Linked DNA regions of Cricetulus griseus: region 2 is linked to region 1. A link is a contact called in public Hi-C data. All regions are on one chromosome and are shown on one strand. Each heading gives the region's core, a stretch centred on a gene start, on an enhancer-like site or on the middle of the called end of the contact. The rest is flanking DNA. Distances are from core to core; before and after follow the strand shown.

Region 1 (4,648 bases), core at 1,462-3,961:
ACAGGGAGGGGACAGAAAGGCGGGTTTAGAGCTTATAATCGGTACAGAGTTTCAGTGGGCAAGATGAGAAAGTTCTGGGGCTGGGGATGTAGCTCAGATGCAGAGTATTTGCCTTGCCTACACGAAGTCCTGAGTTCAAGTTCAATCCCCAACACCATGAAGGAAAGTCTGTGTGTGTGTGAGGGGGGAGGAAGGGAGGGAGAGAGGGAGGCATTGAAGGAGAAGGCTGGGCTACATTCCATATTTTCCCCTAAAATATGCAGGATCTTTGGCCTTTAGCTTCAAGATAATTTTCTTTAATGAGCAAAAATTTCAGTAATTTGCCTTCTATGCTAAGAATTGAAGATGCTTTCATGGTAAAATGGAATTTTAAAGAGGCATAGTTTGTTTTATTTTTCTCTTTCATTTTCCCAGAAGTGCACTTATCTTTTACAGCCTCACCCCAGTAGAAAAGTTGTCAGGATCTTATTTTATCATTTTATTTGCTGACTGATTTTCAAAAATAATATTCTTTGACATTTTCATACATTCATACATGGTATTTTAATCACATCCATCCACTAGCACCTCCAACTCTCCCTGGTGACCCTCTCTCTTCGTAACTTCATGTTCTCCTTCTTTGTTATCAGTCCCCCCAGGGTAATTTTGTAGTCGAGCGTTGGTGGCGCATGCCTTTAATCCCAGCACTCAGGAGGCAGAGGCAGGCGGATCTCTGAGTGTTCGAGGCCAGCCTGGTCTCCAGAGCGAGTTCCAGGATAGGCTCCAAAGCTACACAGAGAAACCCTGTCTCAAATACCAAAAAAAAAAAAAAAAAAAAAAAAAAAAAAAAAAAACCCTCTTATCATATTTTAGAATGCAATTGCATTTATGACATTGAAATGAACAAAACCTCCTCTGTCCCCCTTGGACTTCAACCATCCCAAGAATTCATCTACACGAGTCTTAGGGTACGTTCTAAGATCTGACTTCTGGGGTTCATACACCCCTTCTTTCTCCCATTCTCTATCCTCCATCAGACTGCTGATCCTCAGGCTCAAGACTGGGGTGGAATTTTATGTCTTCCTCTACTTGGTGCTTTCCATTTTGCTTTATACACAGTAGGCATGCAGTAAATACAAAGGGGGATGATTTCAAGCAAAAGCTGAAGCTGGGAGGTCAGCGCCAGCCCCGGATGAGACACTGAGCTCATCTCCATCTTCCTCCTCTGGATCATCTTCCCTTCCTCTCTGCTCAATCCCACCAGACAGCACAAGTCCTTATTGCGCTATTCCAAGAAAGAAAGGACAAGGCGCATGGGATTTGCCTAAGATATGAAATGCTCATTAGATACTGTATTGGGCCACAGACTCTCTGTTTCTAGCTCTTTGGCTGCTGTTGCAGTCGTGTTTCTTGCATAACTAGACACCCTTTACCAAGCCAAGAATCTCGAGCAGTTCAGGTATTGCCCACGGGTCTCACTCCTCCCTCCTTCTCTGAAGAATTGTACTGCCAGATGGAAATACCTCAGCCTGGAGATGCCTGGACATGACACCTGCCAGTGATAGCCATGCCACAGGGGGACGTGTGTGTTGATTCCCAATCTTCATGCCTCTGTAAGCCACTCTAAGAGCATCTGTGAGCCACAGCTGAGGCCAGGCTCTCTAAATCATGTAGTAACCACAGCATGGCTCCTTCCCCATGAGACCTGCTCCTCAATAAACAATGCCCCCCAAATTTTCACATCAGGATCTACTTCTGGCAACGCTGGTCCAAGCCAGCAGCCCACGAAGAGGTTCCCTCTTTCTCTTTTGGTTTCTGTCTGCTCAGCTGCCCATCTGAAGGTGACTGCCACTCCACCATGAGGGCGCTCACAAAGCCCTTCCTTGAGAAGATGGCTCAGAACCATGCAGCATTATGGGTGTCTGATGAAGGACCTGTGCCTTTCCAGAAGGCTTCCTTGCTTTCTCCTCCCAGGGAACACTTCAGTGCTCCAGGGGCCACAATTCTCATGCCCATGCTCAGAAATGACAGGCAGAGCATTGCAACAATGAGAGGAAAATAGCAGGAAGAGACTCCGGCCCAAAGACTACCTCCTGGCTGACAGGCCCAAAGAGGAAAGAAAACACTTCTATGGTTAAATCGTTAACTAGGGCTAGTTTGTTCCACTCTGACTTCTAACCCCTGAAATCACTTGGGACAGCTCATCTTCACTGGAATGACCTGGGAGTTGCACTGCTGGGGGTGTCCCTGAGGTTCAGGGAGGAGAGGCCCCTGCTCTGAGTGTGTGCAATACCATCCACTGGGCTCCAATTCTAAATGAAATAAAAAGGCAAAAGGAGAACTAGAGTTGAATACATACATTCCTTCCCTGCTTTGGGATAATGGACACAGAACATGACCATCAGCGAGAGACCTCGTGTTCCTGTATCCATGATGGAGTGTACCCTCAAGCTATGAGCCCACATAAACCTTTTCCTTTTTTAAGTTGCTTAGGCCACAGCTGTCAATCACGGCAGTTATTTTCATGTTTAAGTCCCATGTGGGCCACACGAGCTTCCATGGAGCATGGGAGAAGGTGGCTGTGGAGATGAGGTACAGGAAGCCTCAGTGGAAAAGGAGGTGAGGCATAAATTGTTTTCCCAAAGCAAGGGGAAGCTTAACCAAGTTCCCCTGTTTTCCTGAGACCTTGGGAACTTCCTGTGCCCTGAAGGCCTACTTCCTCTCTTTGGGTACACTGGGGAAGGGAGGTCAAGGGTCAGCAAGATGCTGGCAGAGACTAACTGTGCCACACAGGGAGGATCTGAGAGCTTCGCTGCCTTCTGACTTTAAAATGGAAAAACAAGGTATGGTCAAAGAACATCACGTGACCCAAACTGGTAGGTGCCTGTCCCTTGAGAGTGACCTTTCAAGAGGGTACAGTGGTACATACCTGTCACCTCAGCTCTGTGGAGGCTGAGGCAGACGGATGCTATAAATCTGAAGCCAGCTAAGGCTTGACAGTCAGTCTGGGCTAGAAGTGAGACGGCCCATCCCCCATCTCAAAAAAATCAATCACCAGTCAATAATAACTCAGGTTAGGGTGGGGGCAAGATTTGAAATTCATACATATTTACATTGACTTATTTATGCATTTGAGTACAAGCCATCGTACACTTCTGGAGGTCAGAGGTCAGGGGTTAGAGGACAACTTCTTTGGGAGTTGCTCATTCTCTCCTTCTACCACATGGATCCTGGGACTCGAACTCAAGAGCTCAGGCTTGGTAGCTGGTGCCTCCACTTTCTGAGCCATCTTGTATCCTTGTGCACACATTTCAAACTGACTTTTTCTTTCACCCCTGAAAATGCCACATTTGCACAATATGTGCTCCCATAGCAGCTAACAACACATGCTAGACTTTTTTCTTACAATGGGTTTTGTTGGTTCTTCCTGGGGTCTCTCCCCTCATTTTGAACACCCTAAGCCCTGACCTTACTTTCTTCTCTTGTGTCCACAAGTGTGCTCAGATGACTCACGTCTAGCTGTGTGGACACTTGCCACTCAGCCCATGTATCTAGTATCTGCTTTGGGCACAAAGCAGAGGGGTTGGTTGCTACTTTTGTGGCTACTCAGGCCATCCTATCTGCTGTTCTCTGAGCCTGCATGGGGACCTGGGGACATGAGCAGTACGTGGAAGGCCAGTCCCTCCTGCAGGGAGTTTCTAAATTTGCTTCAAGTTTTGGCAGGTGTCCACCTTGACTCTGAATGAGAAGGCAGAGCCCCGAGTAAAACTATGAACTCTGAGAAACAAGGTTAGGGGTCAGACCCGAGGGAAAAGGTTAGCAGGCAGGGAGTCTTGTGCTTGGTGCGTGGGCGCTGATGGACTTCCTAGGGAAATCTTACTTATACCCTGTACCATAAAATAGTCCTAGGAACAGAGCAGTGTGGATGATTGACAGCATACTTACTGTGGCCTGGACCTCTTTGGCTCTCCATATCTCCAGCCTAGAAGACTGTAATCCATCCCCCTCAGTAAGTGTCACAGCTAAGCCCATATTGACTCAACCCACCTACTTATTTTTCATATTGGTGTTTAAAATGTTTCAGAAAATGTACATGTTTAAACCCATGAAGTCACGAAAGGAAGGTGTCTAGAAAACCCAATCTCCTCTCATGGCTGTGCCCCTGGGCTCTTCCACAAAGGTGGCTTCTGTGAGATTAAAGGGATTTAAAGCCATTACCTTATTGGTTGTACGTGAGCACTTCCCAATCTACTTTTTAACAGAGGGTCAGGTGGTTGCCCTCAGTTCAGTGGACAGAGGCTTCAGCAAAAGGCATCAGAAATGAGTTATAGGAGAAATGAATCCCAGTTAGGCATCTCCAGCTATACTTCGTGGCTGTTTATGTCACTCAGTACAGTGAGTGATAAGATGGCTCGGTGGGAGAAGACCAAACCCGAAGAACCTAGTTTCATCATGAGAGCCATGGTGGAAGGAGAGAACCAGTTCCTATAACTTGTCCTCTGATCTATACAAACACCCCACGGCCCATATGTGCTGCCCCAACAACTAATTTCATAAAAAACGTAATGTCACTTAGATCCATTCTTGGTTCCTTTCTTATTCTATAACAGGTCTGAAACAGGCTTTAGATGTGTCAGGGGAGTGGGGGCTGGATCATGACAAAGGAAAA
Region 2 (4,648 bases), core at 1,213-3,712, 86 kb after region 1:
ATTTTGTTTTTTAAGGACTGACTGGGACTTGGTAAACAATCTCTAGTTCCTTCATATCTTATCTTGCACTGTGTTATCTTGGAAACTGTTCTCACAGTTTACCACTCATGTCAGAGATACCCTGCCACTCTTCCCTCCTGTGGAAAAAAGGCAAGTGGAATTCCATGTAGCCTCTCCCCGGGAGCTTCTTCCAACTCTAAACCATCTTTGAGAACTTTGACCACGTGGGTTCAACTCAAAATAAATTGTCCAAAGGCTCTGGAAAGGCAATTCCACAGAAATGTGAAAAGCCCCAGTTTTATAAAACTATCTAAAGCCCAAATTAAAAAGACCCACCAGGCCCATCAGCTAATTGTTTAAAACTGTGTGTATAAATGACTCATGAGCAACAGAGCCCGGAATTTGAAAATCACAAATCTTAATCTTGTAAACAAAACCTAAATTGGGCCTCCTGAGTTTTGTTCCTTCCCTGTCTAAAAGCAAATGTTTTATGTATACAGAAAAGGATGGGTATCATGTGTGATGTCATCAGCTGAATCCAATGGGTTTTCTTTTCATCTCTTTTTAAAACATTTTTCTTGTTTATGTGTGTTGGGGGGAGGGTATATGTGTGTGGGGAGGCAAAGGAGGATATGAGGTGTTCTGCTTTATCAATCTCCACATGGTTCCCTTGAGTCAAGGTCTCTCACCCAACCTACAGCCAGGTTGGCATCCATCAATTTCTAAAGGGCCTCCAGTCTCCTTCCACTACCACCGGGTTGACAAGGAACCACACCCAACTTTGTATATGGATATGGGGATTTGAACTTAGGTCCTCAAGCTTGCATTCCAATGTCCTTTTCCATGGAGCCAAGTCTCCAGTCAAGGCTGGGGTAACATCAGAGACGGTTTAACTTTCTGGAGCTGCAGCTTATCAGAGAGAGCAAAATTGAAGCAGACTTTAAGAAACTGTAGAACTAAAACCCTGATGGGAGTTTCGCTGTTTTGCTTTGTGTGGTTCGCCCCTTGTGAAATGCTCCACTGCTAACATCCTTAAAGAGCTCCCTCACCCAAAAACGACCCTGGACATCTCCTAGTCCCGAAATCACCAGAGAAGAGCACGGGAAGCCAATGATGGAAAGAGTGCCAGACTTACACAAACTGAACCACGGAGATGTACAAAGGGGTAAACTGAGGCCCAGAGTCATGTGACTTGCCCAAACAGTGGCCCTGACTACAAATAGCTGCAACAATTTTAACTTCTGAGTTAAAACTTCAGAGATTCTGCACTTCCCAGGCAAGTCCTTAGGAAGGAGTCCTGATTCCTGCTTCTCTTTCTTGACTGCTGCCCCTGAGATGGGACCTGGTGGGCATCCTGGGTTAGGTGTTTCCACCGAATGACAACTGCTGAGATCTTTAACCCTGGGGTGCAGCACTTAATAGGCACGCGTTAAATTACTCTAAGCCATCAAACTGACCACCCTCATTGAGTCCCCATCCCCGCAGGCCAGGGGGATAGATGACAGCCCTCAGAGATCAGTTCTTTTCTCAAACTTGTTTCCAGTGAGTTGGGGCCCAGAATCCCTCCCAAGGTGGTAGAACTGAGGACTGAGAGTCTGGTTCAGTCGGGGTATCTAGGGCAGTACTCGGCCCAGGTGTGCAACAGCTGGGCGCCCAGTCCCCTGCCGCGACTCCTCCAAGCCCCAAGTTCTCAAACTTCCCTTTCCGGGGGTGCAGGCCCTCGCTGCCTCCCTAACCTTTCGTGCGCGCACAAAGGGGTCAGGAGCGTCCCCAAGTCTCCCGCAAGTGAACTGTCCTCTTTTGCGAGAGATCTTCTGCGATCTCAGCCGGCCTGGGACGACTCGGGCCGCTACAAACTTCCCGTTTCCGCCCTCTCGCCGGGACCCGCGGCCGACTGTCAATCGCTGCCCTGGGGGTCGGAGGAGGACCGAGGAGCCCTAGTGGACTCCCAGCGTCGCGCCCCGGCCACTCACTCACCCGACTTGGGAACGTGCGGCGGGATCGTGCTGGCGATGCGCGTCCACAGGACGATGTGCAGCGGCCACAGGCCCCGGAGCAGCCCCCAACCCATGGTAGCCCCTGTCGCTCGTCATAGACCGGCCCCTGGGGCGCCGCGAACCGAGCCTCAGGGACCCCGGGCTGCGCCTTGACTCTTCGTCCTCTCTGGGTGCCTGGGCCGCCCCGAGCGCGCCGGGCAGAGGTGCGGGCCAGATGTGGCCGGCGATCCCGGGAGTTTGGAGGCCCGCAGGAGGCCCCCGGCGGCCGAGGAGAGCTGCGCAGGAGGCTGGGGCTCCGTCCCCCAGGCGAGCGTGTGCGCGCGCGGGGGGTGTCGTCGGTCGGTGCGCGCGAGTGACTCACTCATCAACTTTACCCGGGCGCCGGGAGGGAAACAGGAAACTCCTCGCCAACAGCTGGGCAGGACCTCTCGCCGCCCGAGAGCCTTCCAGCCCCAGCCCTCTCCAGCTTCCAGCCCTTGCCTTCCTCCTACCGCCAATCAAGGCCCCTTCCAGGACTCTGCAAACTTTCAACTGCCCCCCTCGCAGCCCTCCCACGCACCCCCGCCTCCCAGGTCCAGGCTCCAAGTTCAAACTCAGAAGTGACTAAGCGCACGTTTCCCAGAGCAAGCTAGAAAGTACTTATACCACTTTTCTTGATAACCCACCAAGCACTCCCCACACCTTCTAGGCATTGCTCCCAGGGCCTTTATAATTTCTCTGAGAACAAGGAGGGGGCTCGGAAATGTAGCTCCGGAGTCCCCAACACATTGTTTTCCCTCATAAAAATAACGGTAAGCACTGCTTCACGAGAGTTTGGTTTCAGTTTTATGTACATGCATGCACGATCACGTTGTAAAGGACTGTTTTCTTACTGTGAGACAATAATCCAGGGGTTAGTCTCAGACTTTTATATGCGTTATTAATCACTTTGGGTTGTGAATTCAGCTAAAATGCAGGTTCTGGTTCTGTAGGTCTGGGCCGGGAGTGTCTGCATTTTTAATGAGCACCTGGGTAGAGCCTCCCATTGGAAGAACCATTTCCTGGGCGTGGTCTGCTGGGTGAAGCCAAATAGTCACCCATGTGATCGCGGTGGGGATGTTTTCAGGACGTTGCCTGTAAGGCCTGAACCTAGGAATAAAAGTGTCTTTGGTGGTAGGGTCTGCTTCCTGCTTTCCAGTGATCGCTCTTCCATAATTCGGCTGAGGCAAGAAAATACCTGACTGAAGAATGTAGAAAGGCTGTCAGTGGGAAGGCAGTATACCCCCTCAAATTTCCCTTCTTCCTGGGGTGACCACGTTTTCCAGAGACAATCCCTGCTTTGCCCTGCGTGTGCCTTGTGTGTGTACATGTGTGGGTACGTGGAGGCCAGAGGTCCACATCCGGTGTCTGTTTCAATCCCCTGGTTTATATCTAAAGGTTTATTTTATGTGCGAGCATTTTGCCTTCACTTCTGCATAACCGTGCGTGGGCCTGTTGCAAAAGAGGTTATAAGAGGATATCAGATCTCCAGGAACTAGAGTCACCAAAGGCTGTGCGCCACTATGTCCAGGAGCTGGGACCTGAATCCGGGTCTCTATAGGAACAAGTGCTCTTAATCGCTGATCTATCTCTTCCAGCCCATTGGCCTATATGAGTCTCCCACTGATCCTGAAGATGGGAGATTGGCTAGACTGACTGGCTAGCAAGCCCAGACACCCATTCTCTTATCTTTGCTTCCCCAGCACCAGGGTTTCAAAAGCATCTCTACCACGTTTTTTTTTTTCTATGTATATCTGTGCGAATGCGCATATATGTATGTAGTGTACGTGGACGAGTGAGGAGCACATAGGCACACACTGGAGGCCAGGGGTGTCAGGTGTCCAGCTCTGTCACTCTCCACCTTAGTTACTCCAGACAAGGCCTCTCACTGAGCCTAAAGCTATCCGATCCTCCTGTCTCGACTTCACAAAACTGGGGTCAGGGACACATGCAAGGCAATGCCAGGCTTTTTATGTGGGTGCTGCGACCTAATCAGTTGTCCTCATGATTGTGCAGCAAGCACTTTCCACACTGAGCCCTCCCCTGCCCCAGCACCGGGCTTTCTATGCAGGTGCTAGAGGTGGCTCTCAGCTTGTGTGGTGATGATCCCTTTAAGGACTGAACTGGGCCCTCTTTTGCAGTTTATTAATAGAATCTCCACTCTGTCAGATATCTGATTGGATAAAGAAGTTCATGCTCAACCTACTTCCAGCTCTCAAAGATGGGATTCTGAATAGCCCATTGTCTGGATTAGTGTTTTTGTTACCGAGATACAACACCATGGCTGAGAGCAACTAGAAAAGAAAAGGGTTTATTTCATCTTCTAGCCTGTAGCCCATCGTCCATGGAAGTCAAGGCAGGAACTAAGTCAGGTCCCTGGAGGCAAGAGCTGAAGCAGGAGCCATGGAGAAGTGCTACTTTACAGCTTCTTCCCTGAGGCTTACTCAGCCTGCTTTCTTATATAACCCAGGACCTCCTGCCCAGAGGTGCTCCCACCCACAGTGAGCTGGGCCCTCCCCATTAAACACTAATTGGCCTACAGGCCAATCTGATGGAGGCATTTTCTCAACTGTGGTCCCCTCTTCTCAGATAACTCTTGCTTGGGTTGACAACAACCAGCCAACCAGGACAGA

What was found. A called contact is a pair of places that touch in the nucleus more often than the background predicts.
Region 2: a contact with region 1 is called in a Hi-C map of liver, with 2.7 times the contacts expected there. The contact joins the promoter of Tgfbr2 here to the enhancer-like site in region 1. A contact is called at or near these places in 2 of 8 Hi-C or Micro-C datasets (the CHO-K1 cell line and liver).

Annotation. Positions count from the first base shown.
Region 1 is chr4:223,171,625-223,176,272 of CriGri-PICRH-1.0, forward strand. All of the region lies in intron 6 of Tgfbr2 (TGF-beta receptor type-2), which reads right to left. Among named protein-coding and RNA genes, the nearest start is that of Tgfbr2, 86 kb to the right of the region's middle. Within about 2 kb of position 2,712, at least 1 of the 6 cell types and tissues checked has open chromatin away from gene starts, as enhancers often do.
Region 2 is chr4:223,257,545-223,262,192 of CriGri-PICRH-1.0, forward strand. Tgfbr2 (TGF-beta receptor type-2) reads right to left here and starts at 2,463. Exons shown (of 8, transcript XM_027415317.2): 1 at 1,978-2,463. The coding sequence starts at 2,071.